Linked DNA regions of Danio rerio: region 2 is linked to region 1. A link is a contact called in public HiCAR-type data. All regions are on one chromosome and are shown on one strand. The core of a region is the stretch at or near the end of the contact, and the rest is flanking DNA. Distances in the headings are between cores, read along the strand shown.

The links. HiCAR-type assays count read pairs that join an accessible place to other places.
Region 2: a contact with region 1 is called in a HiCAR-type map of caudal fin, with 2.7 times the contacts expected there. The contact joins the promoter of tent4b here to the promoter of cyld in region 1. A contact is called at or near these places in 1 of 18 Hi-C or Micro-C datasets (caudal fin) and 3 of 4 datasets of contacts at active chromatin or transcription factors (caudal fin, embryo and gastrula embryo).

What each region holds. Positions count from the first base shown.
Region 1 is chr7:37,761,826-37,765,431 of GRCz12tu, reverse strand. It overlaps cyld (cylindromatosis (turban tumor syndrome)), which reads left to right and starts at 2,229. Exons shown (of 17, transcript XM_679725.9): 1 at 2,229-2,577. nod2 (nucleotide-binding oligomerization domain containing 2) reads left to right here. Exons shown (of 12, transcript NM_001328044.1): 7 at 96-179; 8 at 320-403; 9 at 487-570; 10 at 760-843; 11 at 921-1,004; 12 at 1,272-1,901. The coding sequence ends at 1,344.
Region 2 is chr7:38,108,322-38,111,919 of GRCz12tu, reverse strand. tent4b (terminal nucleotidyltransferase 4B) reads left to right here and starts at 1,913. Exons shown (of 12, transcript NM_001326696.1): 1 at 1,913-2,856. The coding sequence starts at 2,357.

The sequences.
Region 1 (3,606 bases), core at 980-3,479:
AACACTAGCTCTGCAATTTATGAATAATAATGAACCATGTTGTATTGTTATACTTAGAACAGCCAAGTTTGATTACTGCTTCAATATTTCCCCAGGCTTTTCAACAACAAGCTCACTGACACTTGCACCCAATACTTTTCTTGCCTGCTAAAATCAAAGCAGAACTTCCTGGCTTTGAGGTTAGTGGTTCTTTCATTAATATATGTGCTAGCTCTGGCTCATGATGTGCTGATCATTCTAATAATATACTTTTTCAGGTTGTACTGCACATGTAGGAATGTTAGAAAACCAATAAATAAACAATGTTTTTGTACTGCAGGCTTGGAAATAATAACATCACATCAGTTGGAGCAGAGCTGCTGGCAGAAGGCCTAAGCTACAACCAATCTTTACAGTTTCTGGGGTGAGGTCTATGAAAGGAATGAAATATTGTATGGTATTTTTATTTAATACCTATATTAAATCACATTTTCTTTTTACTTCTAGATTATGGGGTAATAAAGTTGGGGACAGGGGAGCTGAGGTATTGGCGGATGCGCTGACGAATAGCAAAACACTAATATGGTTAAGGTAATATTGTATATATTGATCATAAATCTGTATTCTGTAATGCATATGTTTTAACATATTTTACAACATGCAAAAAGATGATAAGCAAAGAAAAAAGGTTAACTAGATCATATAAAATTTGCAGAGCCGTGAGTCACTCAGTGCAGCATGTTTTATTTTTTGTGGTGGTGTTGCGTTGGTTTGTTTCAGTCTGGTGGATAATGGTGTGGGCAGTGCCGGTGCATGTGCTCTGGCTAAATTTATCCGACAGAACAAAAGTCTGGAAGAATTGTGGTGAGTGCCTTCAGCTTTTTTTAGTTTTCATTTTCTGAGTCAGACTTGGATGATCTAACTCTATCTCTCCTAACCAGGTTAAACAAAAACTCCATCTGCAAGGAGGGGGTTGATTGTCTGATAGAGGCACTGAAAATGAACACTAGTGTTAAGAAAGTCTGGTAAGGATATTTCCCAGCATTTTAACTAACCATACACTGGTTTTTACTTTAAAAAAGTCATTGATTGAAATGTGAAGTTAGACTTTCAATTAGAATTTCACATTAAAACATGTACAGTTTTAATTTGGACTTTTTAGTGTGTGTGTGTGTGTGTGTGTGTGTGTGTGTGTGTGTGTAGTAAATATCATATTATCCATGTCTATGGTTTGTGTTTTGAATAATATTAATATCCTTACTACAAAGACTCTTTGCTTTGTGCTCTTAAAGGCTGAGAGGAAATAATCTGAGCCCACAGGAAGAAGAGCAGCTGAGCCAGCAAGAATGCAGATTGACCTTCTGAGGGCATGAAGGCTCTGTATTGCCTGCCATCAAACTCCCAAATCCAACGGTCATCATTTTCCTTTAAAAAACAAATAAACTGGCAACCATAAACACACAAGCAGGAAGTCATGGTTTAGCTAGTCAAAGTTAGCATTCCCGATCCAGAATACTGATTCGAATGTCAGCTGGGGAGATTGACTGGGTTGTTTTGCCTTGAATGTGTCTTCGAGATGTGTCTTGTTTCTTCCAGATTTCATATATGTAGTTTATTTAAAAAAAAAAATTCCTTTTGTGTGTAGTCTCATAGCATTATAAATGAGTAACATGTCAACCAACAAAACTGTACTGTACATGAAAACATGTTTGTTTGGGTTGATACTTGTACTCATCCTCAGTTTACAGTTAGCATGTGTATTATTTTGATATGTTGGTGGTTGTTTTTTGTATTGTAGGCTATAATCAGTTTATTTAAGGGTCTGTTAATTGCGTCATATAATTTCAGGTTTTGTTGTGCTGGTTTTTGAATGGCTTTAAGTACATATTCTATGACTTATTAAACTGCAGATTTCCTATTCATTTGTTTATTTTTTCTTTCTTAGAAACTATTAAAAACCCTTGTTTACTCGTGAGACCCATGTAGAACATGGTGTATAAACAAAATACATTAATTACATTATATAACATTAGTTGCAGGAATTCAAATGTATATCCTTGAAAGAACAGAAAAGGAAAAAGCCTTCATGTACAACCTGTCACACAGCCAGTTCCTCAATTTTCTCAACCAAACTATTGGAAAACCCCACGCCAGGAGGCGGGGTTATGTAAAAGACAACTAAAAAGACCAATGAAAAGCTGTAGCTGTCACTCCTTGGCCAGTAGGAGAGCACGTTTCTCTCCTGTTGCATAGCATGTTTGGTTTAACACAATCACACACACTGTAAATAATACCCACACTTATTAGAAATTTAGCAACGACCTCGGCTTTAACTAGTATTATCGGATTCTTCCCCCCGTGTTTTCGTCTTCGTCTCGATCGAGATTAATCCTAGCCTGTTTGAAGTGCGAAGAGGAGGCGGCTGTCCCTCCATTAACCGGTAGTAATGCGGAGTGAGAGCTGGCTTGAGCTGAGCCCATCCGACAATGTCAAATAAACACCATCATCACTAACAGCGCCACGAGAGCTTGACTGGAATAATCTCTCTCCAAATGCCATCGAAGGCGGACGGCTGAAACCGGGATATTTAAACGTCAGGTAAGAGGAGTTTGACGATGAGCTCGTGCTGATGTCACCTGTTTACCTACAATGTTACAGTCCGACTCTGATACATGATCAGCTGTGGAGGTTTGATTGTAACCATGTCCACTGATAGTGCATGACAACACAGCGTTATCCGACGATGACATTATATCTAATATTCGTTAGCTCTAGGAGTAACAGCTAACAGAGAAGCTGACAGTTTGCGTCTTGTACCTGATCATTGTGTTTTACTGTAAGGCCTGTCTATCTCTGCTGCATCGTTTTCATCCAGCAGTATTGATGAAGTGCATAACGCTGAGCTGGTGTTTACATTGGATGTGTTACATCATGAACACAGTGATTGCTCCAAAGAAAGTATGTTCATGTTGCTTATAAGTTGGTATTACAACTGGACTTTGCCAGCTCTCCTGTGTTGACAAAGCTTCATGTTTATAGACGACTTTCTGTTTAATATTAATGGATGTGCAGGCAAAGACAGTCAGCATTAACGTTGTCTCTGGAGAGCCCCTTGCAGTGGCTATCAGTAATGTTTAGAGATGCGATACCTTTTTTATTTTAGAGGGCCCTGTTTTACATGTCATGTGCCTCATGGATCAGGTGGTTGTCTCAACACAAAACAACAATCCAAATAAGTGCTATAGACAGGGTTCCCACTTTAAGCTAATCTTTAAATTTCCTGACGTTCACCCACTAAGCTGAGTTTCATGACAATGAACGAAAAGATTGGTTGCTGTTGTGTTTGTATACGATTATACAATATTAAATTAATATGGTAAAATAAAAATAAAAAACAGTATTAAAATGGTTTTAGCTTGAATGTATAGTTTTTCCATGACTTTAATAGTCACTATGAGAACAGCAATGGATTATTTATTATTAATGATGTAATGATTACTGTTTGTGTGGCTGTAAAGTGCTCCCTCTTCCATATTTGATAACTCGATGGGACAGTAAATTTAGCTTTTTTGTTGTCTACATTTAACACTTAGTCTTTGAAGTAGTAATTCTCCAATAATTCTTTTT
Region 2 (3,598 bases), core at 664-3,163, 350 kb before region 1:
TGTCCTGAAAGAGGAGTATCTGAGAAATGATGATAGACCAGCGCCTGGAGATTACTTTATGAACACTGTTATGTTGCTCAGTTTCCCCTCTGACCCAGTCCATCATAATGTGAGAACAGCAAAACGCTTTTATGTTGCACTTTATGGCCCACAGCAGAGCAACAGTGGATTATCAGATGTTTATTAGTTGTATTCGATCCCTCATAAACCTGTCTATGTAGAAATGTTGTAGTATATATGTTAGGTTATCTTATGTTTTACTTATCTTAATATACCTCATAAACAGTCATGATCCATTAGCTTTGCATATCTAATTGTAGCAAAAAGAAATTATTAAATATTGCTCAAGGATTTTCAAGCTTTCTATTTTAAATCTACATTTATAAATGGGCTGGGTGAGTCAACATGAGGACAAGCATTGAAAAAAATGTGAGAAATATAACGTTGAATTTAATAAAAACATTAAACATTTTGAAATGAGTAAACACAAAATAAGTAAAATATTTATCAAATCTAATCAATATAAAGTTATAGAAAATATGATTGATACAAGTTGTCAAAAGTGACCTTGTAATTAAAACAAGAATATTAAATGATTATGAAATATGTTTTTACTGTTACATTTTTCATCATTTACATCACATTTAAAAGGATTGAGAATCATCTTTTGCCTTTTTACCATCAAGTAGATATCCGCAATAAGAATTATTATAAATTATCATGTAGGCATGGGCTGATATAAGATTCTAACAGTATGATAACCTTGTCTGGGGAAAACAAAAAATTGTTTCTCCATCGAACACATTTTATTTAATAAACATTTAAAATATTTTGGAACAGTAGTTTTTGATGTGGAGGGTCCTTTTCAGTTTAAGATACTATTGCCCTAAAAAAACTAAATAAAACGGCTGATGTCAAGTACATCTAATTTCCAGCCCTCATCCCTGGTTAGGCTTTACATTAAAATTAAAAAAATAATAATAAACTAGAAAAAACTTAATACAGCGAACATAAAATGTAAGTCAATCTGCATACTAAAGAGGAATGTAAACCCGACCAACCTGAAAGAATACTTAATGCTCACATTGCTGTAAAGATTTCAACCATACTTGGCTTTACAGAAAAAAAAACTGGGAGTTTTGATTGTAGTTTTAAATCAACAGGCATGGCATTTCATAGATGTGAACCTTTCACTGAAAATGATGACTCCCCCATAGTGGTTCTGCATCTGCGGATTCTACAATTCCCACTTACTGACCCCCTAGTCTTTAATCACTGTTGAATTTATGTATCAACTCACTGCCTACTTTAGGGGCAAGACCATGCATACACTTAAACATAGTTTTAAAAAATGAAAACTTTAATTATAAAAAACATCAAAACTTAAGTGATATTTTTAAAGATTTTGACAGTGATGCCACTATTGGTTTCTGATCCATTACCTTTAAAGTTAATTTGTATAGTGACATTACAGGCTTAACAACTGATTGAGTAGCTTGAGCCCAGATTATTGCACAATAAGACATACGTGATCATATCATAGCATGCACATACATTTGCGCTGCTTTAAGATATATATATATGGTCTTGTCATGCGAAAGCAGTTTAAATTCCGATCAAAACGTTTATCGTCCTATGCCTGTATCATAGACATCTATTTATATTGCACTGTCGCTTTAAATGGCACAAAGAAACACAAGTCGGATGGACCTGTCCCATTGTAATAATACTGCTGTTTATATTCTATTTGCGGACTCCTGTTCCCGTAATCTAATTTCTGTCAGTGCATTACAAAATAATCCAATTAGGAGATAACAGTGGGACCCCATGCACTAGATATACGGCTCATTGGATTAGTGCCACCTTTTACAGGGTACATCTGAAACATGACACAGACAAGAGCTTCATATTACCACAATGTATCAACCCCGCTGTTGTTGTTACGTAACACAGAAGCTGTAACGTGCGCTCTTGCGTAACTCACAGTCCGCGCGCCCCCGTTTCACGCTCGCTCGCGCCTGGCAGAGCATGCGCAGTCGCGTCGGGGTCTATCCGCCATTGAGACACACGATCTCAGATAGAAACGGGTCAGAGGCAGTGACACAGACGACACTCACGTTTCTTCAGTCCTCGTGCTCTTAAGTTTGACGGTGACCGTTTTTAAAAGCAGAACGTCTTTTTACAGTCCGTTTACAGTGGTGTTCTCCCGTCCCCGAGAGGCGTTGATGGACCCGCACAGGATATTTTAGTCGCTGTCTAGGGCGAGCGAGCGTGTTCCCGTTAGTGGGTTAACGTGAAGTGAACCGAGCCTGGCTCTGCTCCGGGGGCAAGTGTGCCTGCATCAGCTCAGCGTTTGATGGATCCGAGAATCGCCTGGTTTCAGCCAGAACAGCGCGGACCGGCCAACAACCTGTGGATGCACATCTGGGACACGACACAGACGCTGGGAAACCTCTACTTTAACAACAACTGCAACACAGCCAGCGCCAAACTGACGACCAACGGCGACGGTGCGTCGAGCAACGCGGCCGACAGCAGCAGCGGTAGACCCAAGGACCAACAGGGCATGTCTGGGTCCAAACCCGACAGCGAGGTCTCCGAACAACAGGACTTCATCCCTCTGGAAGCGTTTAACAACATTAACAGCAGCAGGCCGGGCAGGGTTGTCGGCGGAGGGGGGCAAGTGGGTGGCAGCGGGGTCGCAGGAGTGGGAAACGAGTTACCAAGCAAGAGGAAAAGAGACAACAAGGCGAGCACCTACGGCTTTAACCGGAGTCTGCTGCTGACGGACGGGGCGGAGGACGGCTACGCGGGCACCCCGTGGAAGAGCAGAAACTACTCGGATGGCATAGTGGGGTGAGTGCAGAAGCGAACTTTAAATTTGTGTGGGTGTTTGGATGATAAGCCCGTTGCAGGGCCTGTTTGTTTGCTCGGACTCAGCAGCTGGCCTACACACTTGACACTTGGCGGAGGGTTATTCGGTACGTGTTAAACATGTCTTGACCTGAGGAACAAGGCTATAACACATGGCGATGGATCTGCGACCATCCATTCACTAAAATAACTATCAGGTTCTCGCAGGTTTACCAGTGGTTTGACATACGAGACGTTTCTTCACCATATTTGGCATGTCTGGAGTATCTTTGCAATCCTTCCATTTAAATGACCTGCGCTGGCTTGTCAGCTGCTCTCCCGAGTCTCTCTGCTGGCCCCTAACATCTCAAACTCTCTCAAACTTGGTCAGCTTAGTGTTATTCAGCATGCTCATCAGAAAAAGAAGATTTATATGGTCCACTCATCTCCTTGTTGTTTCAAAGCTGTATTATGTGGTACACTAAAATAGATATTCTGAAGAAGTTTGACCTCCACTGTATGGACCAAAAGCTAAACTAAACAGTGAGACATCTTATTTTATGTTCTGCAGAAGAGAGTCATACAGGTCTAGAATATCAATAAGGTCAGCAATTGATAAAACTTTGTCTTTAATTACCACTTTACAGTCGCCCATGATTAGACATATCATATTGTATTTGTATCACAAAAGACATTCTTGACATAAGCTAATGGCCTAAAACCAATTCAACATTTTTGTGTGTAT